Linked DNA regions of Sus scrofa: all the other regions are linked to region 3. Evidence: chromatin contacts called from public HiChIP or PLAC-seq and promoter capture Hi-C data. All regions are on one chromosome and are shown on one strand. The core of a region is the stretch at or near the end of the contact, and the rest is flanking DNA. Distances in the headings are between cores, read along the strand shown. Region 1 holds the start of TMX2 (thioredoxin-related transmembrane protein 2). Region 2 holds the start of UBE2L6 (ubiquitin conjugating enzyme E2 L6). Region 3 holds the start of P2RX3 (P2X purinoceptor 3).

Region 1 (4,453 bases), core at 1,700-4,199, 380 kb before region 3:
TCTGTGTGTCTGTGTGTCTGTGTGTCTGTGTATAAAATGTGTGTTGTATTAATATAAACCCCTATTACTAATAAAATACCTATTACTCAGCTTCAATGGTAGTATTTTGCCAATATGGTTCCATTTCATCTATGCCATCCATTTCTTTTGTTAGAGAAACATAAAGCAAATTACAGGACTTCCTGCTGGTGCACCATGGGACTGACAGTGTCTCTGCAGCACCAGGACTAGGGTTTGATCCCCAGCCCAAAACAATGGGTTAAAGGACTCTTTGTTGCCGCAGCTGCAGCATAGCTGTAACATCATAGAGGTGGTATGTACTCTCTACTAACTCACTGCAGATGACATATCAACCTTTCATCTGATGGCTTGAGATGATCATTGCCTAGATTTATTATTTCATTAGAGTGCTACATAATTTTTATTTTATTTTTAGGGCAGAACCTGCAGCATATGGAAGTTCTCAGACTAGGGGTCAAATAAGAGCCGCAGCTACCAGCCTGCACTACAGCCACAGCAACACTGGATCTGAGCTGCATCTGCCACCTACGCCACAGCTTGTGGCAACACCAGATCCTCAACCTACTGAGAGGTCAAGGATCAAACCTGCATCCTCACAAAACATTCTGTCAGGTTTCTAAACCACCAAGACACAACAGGAACTCCAGAGTGCTACATAATCTTTAAATGCTATCACTCTTTCTGTATTACTTCAAATTCTTCTAGTAGGAAATTAACATTCCCTTATCAACTATTTATTACTCTGACAGTGTATAGAGGAAAAGCAAAGTGCTTGATTATTTCTTTTATTTAATAAAATAGAAATGAACTTTTATTCTGTTTAGCCACTGAAATTTTTTTTTTTCCTTTTTTTTTTTTCAGTGCTGCAGCCTCAGGATGTGGAAGTTCCTAGACTTGGGGTCGAGTTGGAGCTACAGCTACTGGCCTACATCACAGTCACAGCAACGTAGGATCTGAGCCACATCTGTGACCTACAACACAGCTCATGGCAATGCTGGATCCCCGACCCACTGAACAAGACCAGGGATTGAACCTGAATCTTCATGGATACTAGTTGGATTGCTTCCATTGCTCCACAACAGGAACTCCCTCTTTTTTTCTTTTTCTTCCACCCACAGCATATGGAAGTTCCTGGACCAGGGATCGAACCCGTACTTCCAAGGAACTGCAGTTGGATTCTCAACCCACCGCACCATGGTGGGAACTCCAAGCCACTGAAATTTTGAGGTTTACCTGTTATTGCTAAGATTATTTACCTTAATATTCTAACTTCCAAATCACCAAGGAAATAGTAAAAGATTTTTTCCAGGAAAACAAACACTAGCTATAAACTCTAAATAGTTAAAGGTCCCTACTTAATAGGTTCTTTTGGAGTTCCTGTCATGGCACAGTGGAAACGAATCTGACTAGTACCCATGAGGATCCGGGTTCAATCCCTGGCCTCGCTCAGTGGGTCAGGGATCTGCCATTGCCTTGAGCTGTGGTGTAGATCTGAGACAGAGCTTGGATCCCACGTTGCTATGGCTGTGGCATAGGCTGTAGCTCTGATCTGACCCTAGCCTGGGAACCTCCATACCCCGCAGGTTCGCCCCCCTGCCCCCCAAATGGATCTTTTGAAGCACCACAGCTATACATGAGCTACTTAATAACACTGGGAAAGAACGGCGGAAGTACGAAAAAGTAAACAAGGGAAGGAGAATAAAAGTAAGGAAGTAAGTTCTGTCAAAAGTCAAGACTCATTCTGGGACCTGGAAAAAAAAAAAGACAAAAACTCAGGAAGGCCCTCCTTCCTCGTAACACAGATTCAGCTATACAGAAGGGGGCACAGAACTTCATCTTATTTTTCTGAGTGGTCCTTCCACTTCTACTTAGGAAGTACTGCAAGAGAGTTCAGATTGATTTCTTTACAATGAATTTTTTTTACAATTCCATTTCAATAGGCCTAAAACTTTATTCATTTTTACATTCTCAGGATGCAGCACAGTGCCTAGCATACAGTCCTCCCTCTGCAGTTGTTAACTGAATTAAAATGACTGATGGTGCTGCTGCTTTGGCCAGAAGAGTGGTTTCAAGTCCCAGCCACTCACTAGTTGTGTGACCTTGGACAAGTCTCCTAACTACGCCGAGATCAATTTCTTCATCAGTGAAACGAGATTACTACTACTTGCCTTGTTTACCTCACTGATTCCTCAAGAGGCTTTACATAACGAGAGCAGCACTGTAAAACAGTGCAGATGCCTCGTTTGGGTAGGTACGAATTGTGAGACGGAAAGGACCTTGGACTCAGGAGTCAGAAGACCCCGGCAGGCTAACTCGCTGTATTCCCATCTTAAACGTGAAGAGGTTTACACTCGACGACCGCCCAGGCTCTAGATTCTTAATAGCTTAAGTCCGCTACAGGTTGGGAACCTCAGGTGTTCTCAAACAGGTGAACCTCGCATCTCGTAGATGCAACCTAGGACAGGGTGTCAAGGTCGCGGGGTCCTAAGGCGGGGGGTCGCTCACCCAGTCAAAGTCACACGGGTTGCCGTCTTCGCGTTGCGTGGGGAGATTGTAGCAGACAGGGGGCAGCTTCCTCACGAGTAGGAAGGCAGCAGAGAGGAGGGCTGACAGAAGGTAGTAAGGTCGGGCCAGCCATCGTGATAGTCGAGGTATCGAATAAATAAGAGCAATTAAAGGCGCGAGAACCGCCATCTTCCCGGCTCTAGCGGCGCCAGCCGCTCCACGGAGTCCGTGAGCCTGGTCCCGCCTCTCCCATCATTGTGCTTCCATTGGGCCTAGTCTCGGATGCACCGCCTCTAGATCCGGAAGCAGATCTCTGACTGGCTTCTGCGTCAGGTTAAAAATGGAGAAAGGGCTTTGATATTTTATTGGCTAATCTAGCTGTCTTTTTTTCCACCTAAATCGTTTTATTGGACATATGCGACTGCGGCAAGTAGGAGATACAGGAGAATTTAAATAAAGTTAAATAGTACTTCCGGAACGTTCTCAGAAGGCGACGGAAGTAGTTGCAGGAAGAAGGTAGGAAGGGCCCGAGGCAACCCAATGGTGAGAGGCTCCTGAAAGAGGAGGGCGGTACTCTGTGAAAAGATTGACCAATGAACGTCACCAACGCCAGACACCGAGACAGCGCCGGGGCGGAGGAGGCGATGGAGAATTTCACGGCGCTGTTCGGAGCTCAGGCTGACCCACCACCGCCCCCGACCGCACTTGGCTTCGGACCTGGAAAACCTCCACCCCCACCGCCTCCTCCTCCGGGCGGGGGGCCGGGCCCCGCCCCGCCCTCTACCGCGGCCACAGCCGCTCCCGGCTCCGACAAGTCAGCGGCCGGTTGTGGCCCCTTCTACCTAATGCGGGAACTGCCGGGTGAGTACAAGGCCTGGTCAAAGCCAGCCAATCAGATCATAGCGAGGAGAGGCGGGGCGTGGCTCTCAGCCTTCCGACTGGGGTGAGGGGTAACCTAGGCAACGCGTGGCGCGATTTCGGAACACTATACTAGAAGAGGTTCTGAGGATTCACAACCGAAAGAATGATTGGAATTGGGATGGATTAGGGGTGGGAAGAGAGTGGATCTCCCTGACCACCTTTCACGCCCGATCCTGCCCCTGACGCTGGTTTTTGACTCCCTAAAGATTATCCTAGCTTTGAGTTTGGTATTTGAGGGTCCTGATTTAACATCCCTGCGGACCCAGTTCCAGATCTGCTTCAAACTTCCTGTTGGTTTGGGACATGTTGTCTTTCTTCCTCTGGGCCTCGGGGTTTCAAAATGTGTTCGAAGAAGTGATTAGAATTAAACCAGGTTCTTTCATTCAAAAAATTATTTTGTTGCGCACCCACTCTGTGTACCAAGCACTCTTCCAATTGCTGAAGATACAGCTGTGAACAAAACTGACAAGATCCTTGCCTGTTTGGGAGTTTACCTGCCAGTGGAGGAGTCAAAGAGTGATAAACAGATATCTGCGGATAAACAGATAGTATCAGATAGTGGTTATGGCTACAAGGGGGAAATGTGATAAAGAATTGAGGGGGCAGAACTGCTTTAGCTAGAGTGATCAGGAGAGCCCTTTCTGAGTAGATAACATTAGAGCTAAAATATAAGCACAAAGGAAGAGCTAGCCATTTATGAGTGGGAGGAGAGAGAACTCTAGATACAAAAAATGAGATTAGAAGGCCCAATGTGAGAATAACCTTGAATATTTGAGGGACAGAAAACCACTTGCACTCCGGGGAAGTGAACAGGGAAAGAGCGATAGGAGATGAAGGTGGGAGAGTAGGCAGAGGCCTCTATAAGACATTTTAAGTTCAGGGGGAACCATTTTGACACAAGAGTCTGAAGTGATCTAACTTCTAACTTATTTGCTTATTTTCAATCATTCGAGCAGCTCTATTAAGGAAGCAAAGTGGGGGAGTTCCCGTCATAGCACAGCAGAAA
Region 2 (4,227 bases), core at 311-2,810, 270 kb before region 3:
GTTGCCGAGAGCTGTGGTGCAGGTTGCATACACGGCTTGGATCTGGTGTGGCTGTGGGTGTGGCTTAGGCCAGCAACTGTAGGTTTTTTTTTTTTTTTTTTTTTTTTTTTTTTTTTTTTTTTTTTTTTTTTTTTTTTTTCGGCATATGAGTTCCAGGCTAGGGTGAATCGGAGCTGTAGCCACGCCTACGCAGCCCAGCAACGCGGATCCGAGCCGCTCTGCCCCCACGCTCCGCCGCGGTCCTTCCACGGCGGCGGGTCGAACCCCCTGGCCTAGCGACGTCCCCCACTACCCACGACCCCCCACGCCCTGTAGTCCATTTGATAGCTTCGACCTCATATGCCGTGGGTGCGGCTCTAAAAAAGCAAAAAAACAAAAACAAAACAAACTTCCTAAACTGTGCTCAAAACTCAAAATACCTGCACAAAATATTTTCTGATTTCCTTCGTCTGGATTGAAAGGGATGGGGAAGATGGGTTCAGTTTCCCCAGAGTCTCCTTATTACCAGAGATTCTTCTCCAGATGCTGCTAGGGCTCAGGGGCTGCTATTCCTAGGCGGCCTCAGCTTCCTCCAGGGGAAAGTGTTTCTGCCCTTACACAGAGGGGTGGAGACTCTTGGTTGTGTACTGGGGCACACAGTAGGCCCGCAATTTGTAGTGGACTGATGGTAAAATAATGGAAGCCTCTGAAGTCCATCTTGGGGTCCCCACTACCCAACTGTCTCCCAAACCTCCACAGAGCAGGCACTTAAACATTAAACCTACCAAAGCCCTAAAGCAAGTGAATGGGTCCAACAGCGCCCCCTTGCGGTGCTTTTCACCAAGCGGTCACTTGGGAGGAACATCTTTGCAGTTCCGCCGCCGAATGCTGGGCAGCACAAAGGAACACAAGCCTCCAGGGGAGGGGTCCTTGAAAAGGCTATAGTCCACGCCGTCTCCCACCAATTTTTAGAGATGGAGCATTGGGCCCAGAGTGGTTTGGGGAAGTGGTTTGCACAGGGGGGCTCCTGGAATTCGCGAGAGGCTTAGGGCGGCGGTCAGACGGTGGAGGCCCCCGAGCAACCTGTCGCGGAGCTGCGTTTGCATAGCACGCATCCTGTATTTTCTTAGGGCGAGTGTGTGTTCGGGGCGGCTGCGGCGACTGGGCTAACGGAGCTGATGGAGACCCCGGCTTGGCCTCCGGCGGAGGAGCTGAAATTAGAACCCGGATGGGCGGACCCCGGCCCGGGAGCACTCGCGGCCGGGTGCACGGCGCCCCCCAGTGGTATGCCGGGAACCGGAACGCCGCGCGCTCCCAGGCCCGCCTTGTCTGCCGACAAAAGAGCTAGAGTTCCGGGGATCCGAGCCCACCGCGCCGGGGACGGGGCGGGTCCTCCCCTCCGTGGCCTCCTAGGCTCTGCCGAGGCGGTGGGAAGCAGGGCCGCCCAGCCCGGAGTCCCCGCGGGTGGAGAGGAGCGTGGGCGGGGCTCCCGGAGGTGGGGTCCCCGGGGCGGGGAGCGCCGAGTCCGCCGGCCGGTGCACAGTCTCGCTGGAGTCCGACAGAGCCCACACTGGTCCCGAGATGACGGCGAGCAAGCGGGTGGCAAAGGTAACCGCGTGTAGAATGACCCTTTCTCAAGGCTCCCCTCGCCTTGCTAGTCCCTCTTCCCTGCATCCCTCCCTTAGCAGTGCGAGCGCGTTTGTTTGTCTGGGTACCAGGGATGGCTGAATCCCTGCCATCTCCGCTCCCACCCCAGAGGAAGAGGGATCTTCGAGAGGGGCCAGAGCTGGAGTTTGGGGGGGTGAGGGCATATCGAGCGGGGGTGTCGCTGGCTCCCTGAGCTGTGCTGGGGATGGGAATGAGCCCCCCCCCCCATTGGTTTCAGTTTCATTTCTTCTCCCAGAAACTTGTGATAACAATTGCGTGCGTCTCAGGTGCGGGGAGGCTTCGTTGGCTTCTTCTTGGAGACAGGCCCTCAGCTGGAGGTGGTGGCGGGTGCGTTTTGAGCAGAGATAACCAGGACAAGGTTCTTGTCCTGGCGTAGCCCATGGCCTGCCCTATAATTTGGTACCTACGTTAGAGTCCCGAGAAGTATGAGATGCTGAATAGGAGGCAGGAGCAAAGTTCTCAGACTGTTCTGGGAAAGAAAAGATGCTAGGGCGATGTCCTGGGGTAGGTGACGGTGTGTTTATTTGTTCTGCAAATGTTATTGAACCTCCTCTGTGCTGGCTCCTGTTTTGGAGGCAGAGATGAACCAAAATCCTGCCCTCACTGAGCTTTCATTCCAACCAGGGATGCCATTTGAAGTGACCTCTGGAAGGATGGAGAGGGGACAGTTTCCCCCATGAGTGGGAAAAACCCAGGTTGTGGCTGGGATTGGAGACAGTTTGAGAAGGTTAGAGCAGTTCTGGTGAGGTGGGTCTGATACCCCCTCAAGCTTTGAGTCTCCTGGAAATTCCCCTCCTATGTACAGAGCAGGGGGCAGGCTTGAGGTGGGTGATTGAGCCTCTGAGAAGATCTCAGATAGGGCATTCAAAGCAGGCTCAGCACAGAGGGACTGAAATCTGGAGATTGGCAGCAAAATGGGCCAGAGGGTCTTTCCAGCCAAATGGGAAAGAATGAGGAGCCAGTATTTATTGCACTGGCACTGTTAAATGAGTGCCAGGCAGCTTACATTAGTTATTCCAGCTCATTCCCACAGCATCCCTGTGAGCTAAGTCATATATCCCCATTTTCCAGATAAGGAAGCTGAGGCTTGGAGAGAATAACTTGGCTCTCCTGGGTCACCCCATAGAGATCGAGGGAGGGACCTTGGACTGGAGCCCTGGTTGGTGGAGCTCCAACCCACAGGTTCCTTCACTGGTTCTTCTACTTTCGTTTTCTATTCTTCTGAGTCAGATGATTTCCTAACAGACCTCAGGACAGAGGCGTGTGTCCTAGCTTGGGTTTCAACATTCCCAGGCTTTGGGAAAGTCTGAACAGAACTCATATAAAACAGATCAAGTCCAAGGGCTTCCAGTTCTAGTGAAGCTGGGAAACTGACCATTTCAGAGCTTCTCTGTTTAACCTGGGGGTTCATTCTTGCTCAGGAGTCACAAGTGATACTGGAACTAGGACTTGTAGTAGAGATGCTTCTAGTTTGGGATAGAAGATGAAGAAAGGGTCATAGATTCCAAGCAGAAGGTGCAAAATGCAGTTTGTTGGCGTGAACAGAGTTGGCGTATGGACTGAAAGATAAGAAACAGGGATAAGGGGGTGTTTGTATGTTGGGGAGGGGCAGAGAAGTTTAGATGGTGCACATGTGAGAAGACCCCTCCCCCACTGTGAACGAACTGGCTTGGGGGACCTTTCTCTCTGCCTTTGTTTACGTCAGAATTTTGCAGCCTTGTCAGTACTCACATTTGGGGCTGGATAATTTTTTTTTTTTTGGTCTAAGGGCTGCACTCACAGCACATGGAGGTTCCCAGGCTAAGGGTCACATCGGAGCTGTAGCCCCTAGCCTACACCACAGCCACAGCCATGCCAGATCCGAGCTGCATCAGCGGGCTACACCACAGCTCGTGGCAATGCCGGATCCTTAACCCACTGAGGGAGGCCAGGGACTGAAGCTGCGTCCTCGTGGATGCTAGTCAGACTCGTTTCTGCTGAGCTATGACAGGAACTCCTGCAGTTGGATTCTTAACCCACTGCGCCACAGCAGCAAGTCCCCATTTCTCCGTTTGTGACAGCCAAAAATGGTTCTAGACATTGTCAGACCTCTGGGGTGGGGGGTGGGGGGTAAAGGAATCCCCTAGTTGAGAACCACTGTTTTCCACCTGTTTGGTGGTCCAGAAAAATGTGACCTTTTTATTTGTTGTTGTTGAGTTTTTTTTTTTTTTCCCTGAGGTCTATTGCAGAGGGGAGAGGAAAGGGGGGGGGCGGGCAACATAGGGATAGAGGAGTAAGAGATACAAACTCTTAGGTATAAAATAAGCTACAAGGAGATATTATACAACACAGGGAATATAGCCAATATGTTATAACTATAAATGGGGTGTAACCTTTAAAAATTGTGCATCTTACAGTGTAACTTATATCATACAGCAACTACACTTCAATTTTAAACATTTTTTATAAAGAAAAATATAAATATTTGTGTCTTTTTAGGGCTGCACCAGCAGCATATGGAAATTCCCAAGCCAGGGGTGGAATTGGAGCTGTAGCTGCCAGCCTACACCACAGCCATAGAAATGCGGGATCCCAGCCGTG
Region 3 (4,448 bases), core at 344-2,843:
GAGTATCCCCTTCAATCCAGAGTGTCTTCCTTAAAGCCGTTCAATTCTGCAGGCGTCTCCTCCCTTCCTGAGTTGCCGGCAATACATGGGTCAAGGGGAGGGGTCTCCTGAATGTTTCTCTTGGTCTCCTGGGTGAGGGTGATTGGGGTTACATAGTTCCTATTTCTTACTCATGTTGGCAGTGACTGAAGCTCTACCTGCAGAGCACTATCACATTGGGTTTTTTTCCTTTTTCTTTTCTTTTTCTTTTTTTGCTTTTTAGGGCCGTACCCATGGCATATGAGGTTACCAATGCTAGGGGGTCGAATCAGAGCTACAGCTGCCGGCCTATGCCACAGCCACAGCCACGTGGGATCCGAGCTGCTTCTGCGACCTACACCACAGCTCACGGCAACACCAGATCCTTAACCCGCTGAAGGAGGTCAGAGATCGAACCCACATCCTTGTGGAGCCTAGTTGGGTTCATTAACCATTGAGCCACGAAGGGAACTCCCACATTGGGTATTTTCTTGTTCTATTTTGTTTTACCATCAGTTTACTTATTTGAATCATTTATTAGATGTCACATGCCTGGAAAACTGGGGCTGTTTCCATCTTGTTTACTAGTTTCCACAAATCCTATCACTGTGTTAGAGTTCAACACATATCTGTTGAATCTAGTTGGCTTATGTTGCTAGATAGCGTGGGAACAGCCATTACCCAGAGGTTAAAGTCGTGAGTTCAGGGAGCAACAGTGCATTCACGTCATCTTGTGTCCCAAGCTGGGGTAACTGTAGGTCAGACTGTCAAAGAAATCTGGAGTTTAAATATTCTGTCTCAATGTTTTGTATACTTGACATCTATTATCAATCATTCCGAATGGAGAATCACTAGACGGGCTAAGTAGATTTTGGGTTTTGTTCCCCAGGCCACTCCTCTTAGGGCCTCAGTTTCCCGATCTTCAAAAGGAAGCTGGAGCAGACGAATCCAAACATCTCTTACTCGTCCAGCCTCCTCTGATTTTGCGAGGTGCACCCTAGGACTCCATAAGGGGGATCTGGCTTATGAAAGCCCAGGCTGCTGTGATTTCAAATCAGTTCTGGCTCCACGGTGAATGTGACACCAGCACTTGAACCTGATACCGCCGCCGCCGCCGCCGCTGGCCAGCCTCTTCCAGGAGACTCAAACCTTGCATTTATCGATGTCAAGTTTTGGGGTGCAGTGAACTCACTTCAAAAAGGATCCAATCCCTTGTGACAGGGGTGAGCAGTATAGTCACAGCGATACCAACACTCGCATTCTCTTCGAAGCCAGTGGGAGGGGTCATTTCTCTCCACAAGTCGTTAAATATTTTCCTTCTTGTCCTACAAACTCCTTTCTATTCCACAGAAACCACTATGGGGCGGGAGAGAGTCGCCCGTCATTGCTACGCACGCACACGCATCTTTGGCAAGTCTGATAAAATGCAACTACACAGTTTCTCTTTAAAGTCTTGTCGTTCCCGGAAGGAGTGTCTGTGATTTTTAAAGAGCCCGACACGCTCCCATTTTCTAGTCGGACGCCAAACGGGCGGGACATCAGTGTAACCCGGCTTCCCTCAGGTCCTCCAGCGCTGTGGACGCTCTATGGGACCGCCTCGAAGGCGGGCCGCGTTTCGCGCCTCTCTAGCCGGCTCCTCCTCTCTATGGTCCGTGCTGGGCTTCCGGTGGCGGGACGCGGGGCCGCGCACGCGGGAAAAGCTTCCCCAGCGTCCCCCCCGGACCCCCCGGACCCTACACCCCCGCTGCGTCCCCCAGCGAGCCCACCGCCCGCTTGCGGGCCGTCTGAGGCCGCAGCTTGAGAAAGTAGGTGGTCGCTATCGCCGCGCCCCAGGAAGGCGAGGGCCCTGCTCCCCCGCGGGACGCGTGGGATGGACTGTTCCGCGTTGGAATCCGCGGGCAGCGGGCGAATCCATTTTAGCGGGAGGGGAGAACTGTGGGCCTGGGGCCGCGGCGCGGTGGGAGCGCTGGGAGGGAACTCGTGCTTTTTGAGCGGGGTTGGGGCGCGGGCGAGGTGCGGGCTCCGGATGGCCCAGGGGTTCCGCTGCTCGTTGCCATGGCGCCCGGTGGAGCGCCCAGAGGGGGTGTCTGGTTGGGATGTAAGAGGTACTTCGGGCCGGCTTCTTAAGCCCCGGCCGGGCCTGGCCCTGGAGTTCTGCAGAACCGGCTTGCAGGGTTCCCAGGCAGGGAGATCGTGAGACATCCCAGGCACAGGAAGGGTTGCCACTAGGCTCCCTCCGTGGCCAGCATGAGGTGTTGTTTTTTCCACTTAACTTCAATCCACTTATCCCTCTTCAATTCAGATTCCCAGCCTGCGTTGTGTATCTGCACAACGTACCCAGGAGTTGGGGCCCAGCTCCCAGTTGAGGCCTACAGGGGCAGGTCAGCATGGCAGAAACACTGGAGTTCAACGACGTGTATCAGGAGGTGAAAGGCTCTATGGTAAGAAGGACTGGGGCTTTTGAAACAGATGGAGGGAGGGAGGCGGAGTAGACTTTTTATCCACTCGCAAGAGCTTGTGCTGATGATGTTGCTACTTTGGAAAAGAAGTCAGTTCGATGTGTATTTGGTAGTTCCCCAACAAGAAGCATTACTGAGTGAGGATACAAGAGTTACAGGATGTCAGAGTTTGAAGGGACTACACCTGCTGCTCAATCCTGAATCCCCAAACTGAGGACCTGCACGGGTTCTGGATGCCAGAGCGAGGATTAGAATCCAGATCTTCTGGCCTTACTCGTCTCTTCTTGCCAGCCCTCACCACTTCAGCTGTTATTGCTCCTGCCTGATACCTGACCAGCCCAGAATGGGTGTTGGGTGGGACCGTCCCTGCTCTACGCTATGGTCGTCCCTGTGCATTTGGGCCTGTTTTCCCAACAGAATGATGGTCGGCTGAGGTTGAGCCGCCAGGGCATCATCTTCAAGAACAGTAAAACGGGCAAAGTGGACAACATCCAGGCTGGGGAGTTGACCGAAGGGATCTGGCGCCGAGTAGCTCTGGGCCATGGACTTAAACTGCTCACGAAAAATGGCCACGTCTACAAGTACGACGGCTTCCGAGAATCGGTGAGATGCCCCTTGCCATAGCCCCCTTTACTGTGCCATCTTCTTTAGTTTTAATCTTCTTGAGAGAAGTGGGGCTCCTTCTGATAACCGTGCAGTTGCTAGTTTGGGATCCTTAAAGCAGGACCGTGGAAGCCATTAAGCAGTCAGTGTTCAGCTTTGGGCTGCAGAGTCTCGGGAGTTTCTTTGTGCTTTAACTCCAGAAACTTTTCTACTGTTTTGATTTTTTTTTTTTTTTTTTTTTTTTTTTTTTTTTTTTGGTGGTTTCTGCCTGTTGCCTTATCCAGGTTCAGGGGCTTACCTTGAGGTTTTAGGTTGGTGTTGTTTTTCCATTTTGAACGGCTTGTGTTAAAGACTTTACTTCATTTCCACTTTCACTAAAGGAATACCTGTCCAAAGTCAGAAAAACACTGTGAGACCTGCAAGCAGGAGTGTCAGTCCTTACTTTACTCCTCCCCCAGCCCGAGTCCAGCCAGTCCCCAGAAATAGCCTTTTTCAACAGTGTTTTAACAATATTATAGCTCTAAGTCAGCGTGGATTTCTGATGAAAGTTTATTGGGGTCGTTTCTCAGAAGCAGATAATCTCAGGACCCTCAAGTTCTGTGTTAAGGCTACTGGGGTTTCACTGGGCTTGTTCTTTCCCCTCTTCCCACAGGAGTTCGAGAAACTCTCTGATTTCTTCAAAACTCACTATCGCCTTGAGCTGATGGAAAAGGACCTCTGTGTGAAGGGTTGGAACTGGGGAACAGTGAAGTTTGGGGGTGAGTCCTGGGGAAGATTGAGGTTTGCGGGGAGGAGGTAGGCTGAAGGGTTTCAGCCTTTAACTTGTTTTGCTCTCCTCCGCTGTTTCTGATTTCCTACCAGTTTGTAATTCATCACGTATTTATCGAGGACCAACACTGTATGAGGCACTGTGCCCGGTCCCTGGGGCACAGTGCGAACAAAATGGTCTCAGTGCCCTGTCCTTTGGGAGCCTCTAGGCTGGTAGGAAGGAACATTGTTTATGCGGAGCCGAGGGAAGGAGCTTGTGGCTCAGTGTGCCCTTTCCTACAGGGCAGCTGCTTTCCTTTGACATTGGTGACCAGCCGGTCTTCGAGATCCCTCTCAGCAACGTGTCCCAGTGTACCACAGGCAAGAATGAGGTGACACTGGAATTCCACCAGAATGACGATGCAGAGGTCTCTCTCATGGAGGTGCGCTTCTACGTGCCCCCCACCCAGGAGGATGGCGTGGACCCCGTTGAGGTGAGGCCTCCCCTGGTCTCTTGGGAGCAGATGGTGCTGAGCAGGCCCTGGGTGGCCCAGGAGCAGGATCTCTGCTGCTCGATTGCCAGGGTGTGCTCTTATAGGCCTTTGCCCAGAATGTGCTGTC

The links. Promoter capture Hi-C pulls out the DNA fragments that hold promoters and counts their contacts. HiChIP or PLAC-seq counts read pairs in DNA pulled down with a chosen protein or histone mark.
Region 1: a promoter capture Hi-C map of liver shows a contact between it and region 3, with 4 times the contacts expected there. The contact joins the promoter of TMX2 here to the promoter of P2RX3 in region 3. A contact is called at or near these places in 1 of 5 promoter capture datasets (liver) and 2 of 47 Hi-C or Micro-C datasets (embryonic fibroblasts and mesenteric adipose tissue).
Region 2: a contact with region 3 is called in an H3K27ac HiChIP or PLAC-seq map of alveolar macrophages. The contact joins the promoter of UBE2L6 here to the promoter of P2RX3 in region 3. A contact is called at or near these places in 1 of 47 Hi-C or Micro-C datasets (epiblast stem cells) and 2 of 2 datasets of contacts at active chromatin or transcription factors (alveolar macrophages and skeletal muscle).

Annotation. Positions count from the first base shown.
Region 1 is chr2:13,238,321-13,242,773 of Sscrofa11.1, forward strand. TMX2 (thioredoxin-related transmembrane protein 2) reads right to left here and starts at 2,950. Exons shown (of 8, transcript XM_005660896.3): 1 at 2,527-2,950. The coding sequence starts at 2,715. It overlaps MED19 (mediator of RNA polymerase II transcription subunit 19), which reads left to right and starts at 2,991. Exons shown (of 5, transcript XM_003122715.5): 1 at 2,991-3,387. The coding sequence starts at 3,120.
Region 2 is chr2:13,352,528-13,356,754 of Sscrofa11.1, forward strand. UBE2L6 (ubiquitin conjugating enzyme E2 L6) reads left to right here and starts at 1,561. Exons shown (of 4, transcript NM_001246215.1): 1 at 1,561-1,587. The coding sequence starts at 1,561.
Region 3 is chr2:13,618,059-13,622,506 of Sscrofa11.1, forward strand. P2RX3 (P2X purinoceptor 3) reads right to left here and starts at 1,594. Exons shown (of 12, transcript XM_003353865.5): 1 at 1-1,594. It overlaps SSRP1 (FACT complex subunit SSRP1), which reads left to right and starts at 1,608. Exons shown (of 17, transcript XM_003353864.4): 1 at 1,608-1,823; 2 at 2,321-2,459; 3 at 2,895-3,080; 4 at 3,733-3,838; 5 at 4,131-4,321; 6 at 4,426-4,448. The coding sequence starts at 2,406.